2 separate regions of the Gossypium hirsutum genome follow, and region 1 is linked to region 2. A link is a contact called in public Hi-C data. All regions are on one chromosome and are shown on one strand. The core of a region is the stretch at or near the end of the contact, and the rest is flanking DNA. Distances in the headings are between cores, read along the strand shown. Region 1 has its middle 7.1 kb from the start of LOC107889586. Region 2 overlaps LOC107926805 (putative lysine-specific demethylase JMJ16).

Region 1 (3,839 bases), core at 160-2,659, 120 kb before region 2:
TATTGTTAAATCAGATTAAGACATTACTGTGAATTTTTTTAAGAAAAGTATTCTAATATAGAAAATTTCCATCAAGATAGAATAGTAGAGAAATTAAAGTTTATGAAATAAAAATATAAAAACTAAATCTCAAATTTAAATATAATAAAATGATGAGGATCATAATTTGGCTGAAGACATTTTATACCAATATAATCATCTTTAATATATATATATATATGGGGTATAATAAAAAAAATTAAATATTCAATCTATACCAATATTAACAAATATTTAAATACATGATTACCAAACCCTTGGTCATGGGCAAAACATTCTAGTTTCCAATAATTTGCAATTGGCAATATTTATTATTAAATCCCTTGCTAATCTTATTGTATGTAAGAGACAATAATAGAAGATGAATATTAGATATTCTTCAAACCTATTGTATTTAAGAAAATAAATATTGGAAATAATAATGATAGATAAAGAGGATTTTTAAGAAGATGAATATGAAATATTTGGGTACACATTTGACACAATTCTCTTTAAGTTGAATACAAAATAATACATCAATCAATAATGTTAACATACATTAATTCTTTTCATATATTTTGGGATGATTTGATAAACAATACAAATTTAAGGTCTAAAAGAGGTGAAAAATTAAATGAAATGCTAAAATGACTTTCTGAAAAGTTAGAGGGCTAAACAAACCATTATACATTTTATATATTTAATTAAAAAAATTAAAGAGTATAAAATTTGATATATTAAATATTAATGATTCACATTATACAATTTTGATAACTTGTCTAAAAAACATCATTACACAATTATATAAGACCAAATTGGAATAGAGTTAACATTTATTATTTTAAAAATATCATTTATTATTTAACATACTTAATATATTTAAAATCTTAATCGTTCTGTAAATAAAATATTCTGTTTGAAACTAAACTGCACTTGAAAAGAATTAACTTTCAAGGTATTTTTTATCTAATAAATATTAACTCTATTATATTTTGAACTTATTTGATTCTTTTTAACGATATAAAAATTAAACTGATTCATTTAATAATAATAAAAAACGAAATTACTTTAATCCTAATACTTTAACTAACAAGAATTATTTACCCATCCTTAAATAAAATGTTGGTGTAGTAGACATTTATCATAAAGAAAAAGTTGGTATGGTAGAATTTGAGACCTAAAACAAAATATTTACAAGTCAAATAAGTGATGTTGAAATTAAAATTCATGGGTTCCCATAATATATGGCATCTATGACTAAATTTATTTTGTTTCATATATGTGACTAAGAGAAAAAAAAAAAAAAAGTTTTAGTGGGGGGACAGTCCTTTGAGTTGAAGTGACAACCCAAAATGTATGGGCCTTGATTTTAGTAAAATTATATCCAAAATTGAAAATCTCAACTTGGAAACAGTCCAACTTCAGTGTAAAGTAAAAGAGAGTGTAATGTTTGATCACATTTACACATAACTCTTTTGACTAAAATTCTTGTTCCTTAAGTGACTGAGATTTGACTATAAATCCATAAAGAAAGGGATACATCCTCTATTAAAAGACTTAAATTTTTTTTAAAGGAATCTGTCCAGTAATCAGTTAAATTTTATATTGAATTACTTTTATCCAATTAACCAATAAGGCAAATAGGAAATTTATTACTTTACTTTTAATTAAGTATATTTCATAAAGCATCTATATTAATTATGTATTATCTACCAATTATATTATGATTAATTGTTTGACTATTAAGAAAATATAAAAAATTGAAGAGTGAAGAGTTTAATTTACAACATATCGATCTTTAATAGTTTGTTGGAAAGCTTTAATGATGATTAGGAATTTTTTTATTTGCATTATATTTAAATTATTGAACTCGGGTTTAATTTTTTTTTAAACAATTTCTACCCTTTTTTTAAAATTTATTTAGTTTTTGTAAGAAATATTTCAAAAATAAATTTTAAAATTTATCAAATTAATAAAAAGAATTACTTAATAAAGTTTGGCTTAATGATAAGAAGTATACTTGTTATTAATGAAATCAACAAATAATTGATTTGATTTTGAGTGAAAAATATTTAATAAATAAATAAATTCCTCAAATTGATAGAAAAAAGGGCTTTAAGATTATTCAATAAAAAGCTTAAAAGTACAATTATAAACCATATATATTAGAATTAAGCGGCGCATCAGATTAATAATTAAAATATATTTAAGTTCAAATTAAAATAATTCTAGAGAATATCCACATGGTAAAAAGTTTAAAAATAATACAAATAATTTACAAGGGTGAGAATTGAAGTTGGGATGCCACTATGTTTATATTAAAGTCATGTAATAATTGATTTTTTCAAAGGAAAGTAATCATTTTTTTATTAGTTAACTCATATAAATGTGATTTAATAAAATAATAATGAAAGTTTTTCACAATAATTTAATAATAAAATAATAAGAAATAGATAAAATTATAAAAGTTTAGCAAAAAATAATAATAATGATAAAGAAACAGAGAGAGATGAAGCAGAAATTGTGGCATTTTGTTAGGAAGGCGGCAATTTTGAAGCAGGATAATTTAACACAAGTCAAAAGATGCTTTTCATAGAGCAAAAGCATATTCCATATTGGAATGGGTCCCAACGACTTTTCTATTTTTATGGAGAATTTATTCACAAAACAAAAATCTACAAATTTTCATTTCTTTTGCAACCTTAATTAAGTTTCCTAGTAAATCATAAATCCCATTTTTCTTTTTCGCAAGAAGCTGCAATTAAATTATAATTTGTTAGTAAAATTGAACTTTTAGCTTTAATACTTGGATAATTTTTTATTAATTTAAAATTTAATCCAAGTGATAGATTCCAAAAATTTATATAACTTTAATTAACTTAATTTGAAAAAGATGTCACTCAAGAGTCGAATTTCAAATCTCCAATTTTGTATTTCTTTTTTAGGTTTTATTTTATAATTACTTTTGCTATTTAATTTATCTCCTAACATTACTTGTTATACTCAAATTCTATTATCTTATTTTAAAATCATTTTATTTCAACTATTTAATCTTATTATAATTAGTTTTGGATAAAAATTTTACACATCTTGTTATTTTCAACAAATTAAATGGATTTTAAATGACTTCAAACTTATTTTAACTTATTTTGGACAAAATAATACTTTGATATAATTATTTCAACTATTCTTTTTCTTTGTAAATCAACCCTCAATAGTCATAATAATTTATTTGGTCCTCTAATTTTTTTAAAAAAATTATTTTTGGCCCTCCATTTAATTTTTTATTTTTTTTAGCCCTTAAACTTACATTGTTTGTCAAATCACCCCAAAATTAATAGAAAACTTAATGTCTGTTAACTTTGTTAACATGACATACACGTGGATGTTATGTCAACAATTAATTAATTTTAAAAATTTTAAAAATAATTTTAAAAATTAAAAGGTATATATAATTATAAAAAAACATTTTAATAATTTTAATTTTTTTTAAAAATTAATTAATTGCTTATATGGTATACATGTGAATGCCATATCAATAAAGTTAAAATATGTTAACTTTTCTATCTATTTTGAGCCTTTAAGGTGATTTAACAAATAATACAAGCTTAATAGTTAAAAAAGACAAATAAATAAATAACTATTTTATAAAGTTTAAGAACGAAATAAAGTGAATATACTTTTGAATATTAAGTGATATTTTTTAAAATCAATTGATGTTCACAAGTTCATCCAAGTAATAGTGATACTTATAAAAATAATGATTTTTTTTTCAATTTTTTAAATATTTAATAAAAAAATGTGATTGGATTTTGTAATTA
Region 2 (3,573 bases), core at 762-3,261:
ATCAATTTGATATAGTTCATATACTTGCATAACATAATATGTTTTCATGGTTTCCAAATCACCCAATAGAGCTTATATTTCACACATATCACATTTTGATGTTTGTTTACACCTAAATGTCACTCATACTCATCCACATTATCACATTGTCACCTAAGTAACCTATATCATCATATATGGCTTCATGTGTTTACATGTGCACTTAACAAATTATCTCATGACTCAAGTTATTCCTATTTCTTAATTCACATTCTCATTTGATCATTAGGTGACAATGTCACCATAACGCACTTTATTAGACAATTATCTCATATAATTTTGAATACCAATGCTTATTAAGCAATTTCATTACCTTATCAATTTCATATCTCATATTAATCTTTGCCCTATCATATCACTCTTTCTCTTAGCCTAGTTTCAATTTCACATTATGACTATTTACTTTTTTATAACATATTAACTATATTTTTATTCCAAGCAAGAATCATGTTATAACACTTAAATTCTCAAAATATATCACAATTTCATTTTTATATGTTTCAAGATAGAACTCACTACCATTAAAAAAAAGGAAAAATTTCATTAATATTATTAGTTTCTTTCAAATTTTCTTAACATATCAAGACAGACTTTATCATATATTAGCACACATAATACTTTTAATCATTCATTTCACAATTTATCCAAACATATATTTATGGTATCAAAGATAAAGTTAGTGTCGATTGATTCTTAGCTCGATTAGCATGGGCATTGTTACCAATATAGGAATATATGAATTCAAGTGCGTTGAAATGTATTATCTTTATATTTATGAATTTTTTTCTCAAAAATTAAAAAATACAACAAAATATCAATACTCAAGCTTATTAGCTTTCTGACAACAAAAATCCCAAATGTAGAAAGTAGGAATGATAGAAACATAATTTCTTATCTTATTTGAAGTTTCTTTTCACTATTTTCAATTTTCTCTCATTAAATTCATGAAACATTGAACTTGGATGAAAAAGATACAGTGGAAATGAGTTTAGGAAGTGATTTTCTAAGTGACTTTAACCAGAAATCAAAATTTGGGTGTTGAAAATTAACTTGATTTTGAGAAAAAGCAAGAAAAAGAGAAGGGAAATTTTCCATTTCACAAGAGAGGAGGTCAACTTGTAGAGGCGAAAGGATTTTTTTTTTAACCCTAAAAATAATTCAAGTCAAAGTTGGTCAGAGTCCAAATAAAATTTGTGTAATCCACATTTACTCACCATGTTATCAACACATCCAATGGCACAAATTTGATCCCAACCATATAATATCTCCACTTAAAATATTTCTAAAACATAAATCTAATGTGAAATAACTAAAATACCCTTATACGAAAATTTTACACTTCAACAGTTTCTTACCACTTTTTGTTGACATTAAATTTAATACGTAATATATCCAAACTTCATAAACCATAATTATTCTTTAACATAAGTCCACAATAATAAAAATTAAACTTATTTTCTCTTCACGGTAAAATTATTATTTGATCCTTTTACTTTCAAATCTTATCCAATTTAGTTCAAATGTGATCCTCATCCTATCACTACATATTCCATATCGTTCCCATGTCAAATAATCATTATTAATTCGCATTTTCTCAATTTGACAAAATTGCAACTCTTTCCATCTCAAATATGAAATTAATTCCTTGATCTCTCTTTTAGCTAACTTATTTTCAACGATACCAAATGTTGTATTGAAAATTTGGGATATTACAGAGTCTACGTGCATCGGTAGGTTGTGATTTCTATAGAAGAATATGTTAGAAAGACGCTACAATTGCAAGGAGTTGAAAAGAGAACGAAAGAATGAAACAAGAAAAGAGGAGTGAGAGAAACAAAAGACCAGGAAACGTTTAAAAAGGATTTGGTAAGGTGTTTGATCCTCATGCAACTTAGCCTCTCACCTCAATTGACTAGGTCAACACTTCTGGGGTATCCCGAAACATTCCGGCAGCCCCCCAACTCATTCTTGCACGCACACCATTTCGGACTTGTAGCACCAAGAATGGCCCTACTTAGGCAGACCGTGACACATTCTGCAGATTGGTTTGAAAAAAAGGTAGACATGATCTAATGTAAAACTAAAATAACTTTAGTGAGAAATACAATAATTATATTTTTTCCTTATATCAGAACTGTATACAGACTGATCCTTTGGCCCATATTTAACCTTTTTTTAATGAAAATAAGTGAAATTAAAATGGTTTTAAGTGGAAATGCAGAATTGCAGATTGTGGTAGCCGCTGAAGATTGGAGGCCAACATGACATTAGATGGTTTCGAAAATCGACCAGTTGAACTTTCAGAAGGCATTTTTCTTTCTTATGCTACAAAAATCAGTCAGTATGCAAAAATCCCACCGGAAAATAACCTACTCTTATCACTCTTCTTACCTGAAAGAATGGTGGGTTGAATGGAGGCTGTACGTGCAGTGTGAAGGCAGGATATTGATATTTACAGTGACGAAAAATGTGGGATATATCGACTCGAATTTTGAATCCGAATCACCAAAAAAAAATTTTCAATCATGTAGGTCGACGACTGCGAATCTCCTCCTTAAGGAGTTGAGCCACACGGTCTACATCCTCGGGAGACCTTTTGTCACTTAATATGCTACAAAGTGAGCTTAATTCTTCAGAGCTTGCCTTCTTGAATAAACCTAGTAGTGTGTCAACTTCACTGGGCAGGCATTTGTTCTGAGGAGCCCCTGCATTATTTTGTTCCCCAGATGTTCTAAGCAAGTTGACACCATTACTAGGGGTATGAGAATGTTGTAGGAACTGCACTTGAGGCCGAGAGTAAGGCCGAGAGTCCCAATACTCCATACAAACTCGATTGCGATCCATTGCCTCAACGGCCTGGTTTATGTTTAAACCATACGAGAAATGAGTCTTTACTTCAAATGTCAGAGTTAAGCATTTACCATAAAATCAAACTGTTAAGCCATTAATAATAGTCAATGCATAAAGGGAGAGGGGAGAAACAGTTAAAATAACCTAGTTGACCAACATTTTTCATATAATAATGTAAAAACTAATTTACCTGCACAATTTCTGGTGAAGAAAAACCAAACATCTCAAACCCATCAAGGCTACCAGGAGGCTGCAATGGTGGGAGGTTGGTCCTTCCTAGTCTATGTTGTTTCGTTATCTCTTGATTAACTTTCTCCCTCACCATCTCCCAGCATCTGGCAGCTGAAACATGAACAAATACTTCACTGGGACAGTGCTCCACAGATACCTGAAACCAAATCAACATTTAAGGCCATGCATGCTTAAAGAACAATACATTTCTGGTCATTATTTGCCCACTTTGCTCTAACCAAAGATGAAATTCAAAACTAAGTTGGAAGATAACTTTTAAAATAGAAGTTAAAATTCATCAGATGAAAAGATGACAGCAAGCACTCCAAATGGTATTTGTTTAGAAAATTATACTATTATCTAAAACAATCAAGTCTGCTAGAGAACAAGAGGAGTGATTTGTTTCCTATAGATCAGATGGCAAGATTCAGTCAATTCTGCCTAACAATCAAA

What was found. A called contact is a pair of places that touch in the nucleus more often than the background predicts.
Region 1: a contact with region 2 is called in a Hi-C map of leaf, with 1.7 times the contacts expected there. The contact joins two enhancer-like sites. A contact is called at or near these places in 3 of 34 Hi-C or Micro-C datasets (callus and leaf).

Annotation. Positions count from the first base shown.
Region 1 is chrA11:106,939,476-106,943,314 of Gossypium_hirsutum_v2.1, reverse strand. No RefSeq gene overlaps it. Among protein-coding and RNA genes, the nearest start is that of LOC107889586, 7.1 kb to the right of the region's middle. Within about 2 kb of position 1,409, at least 1 of the 9 cell types and tissues checked has an H3K27ac peak or open chromatin away from gene starts, as enhancers often do. A contact at or near this core is called in leaf, where this site is marked.
Region 2 is chrA11:106,822,964-106,826,536 of Gossypium_hirsutum_v2.1, reverse strand. It overlaps LOC107926805 (putative lysine-specific demethylase JMJ16), which reads right to left. Exons shown (of 14, transcript XR_005904985.1): 12 at 3,080-3,277; 13 at 2,431-2,895; 14 at 1,665-2,074. Among protein-coding and RNA genes, the nearest start is that of LOC107926805, 12 kb to the right of the region's middle. Within about 2 kb of position 2,011, at least 4 of the 9 cell types and tissues checked have an H3K27ac peak or open chromatin away from gene starts, as enhancers often do. A contact at or near this core is called in leaf, where this site is marked.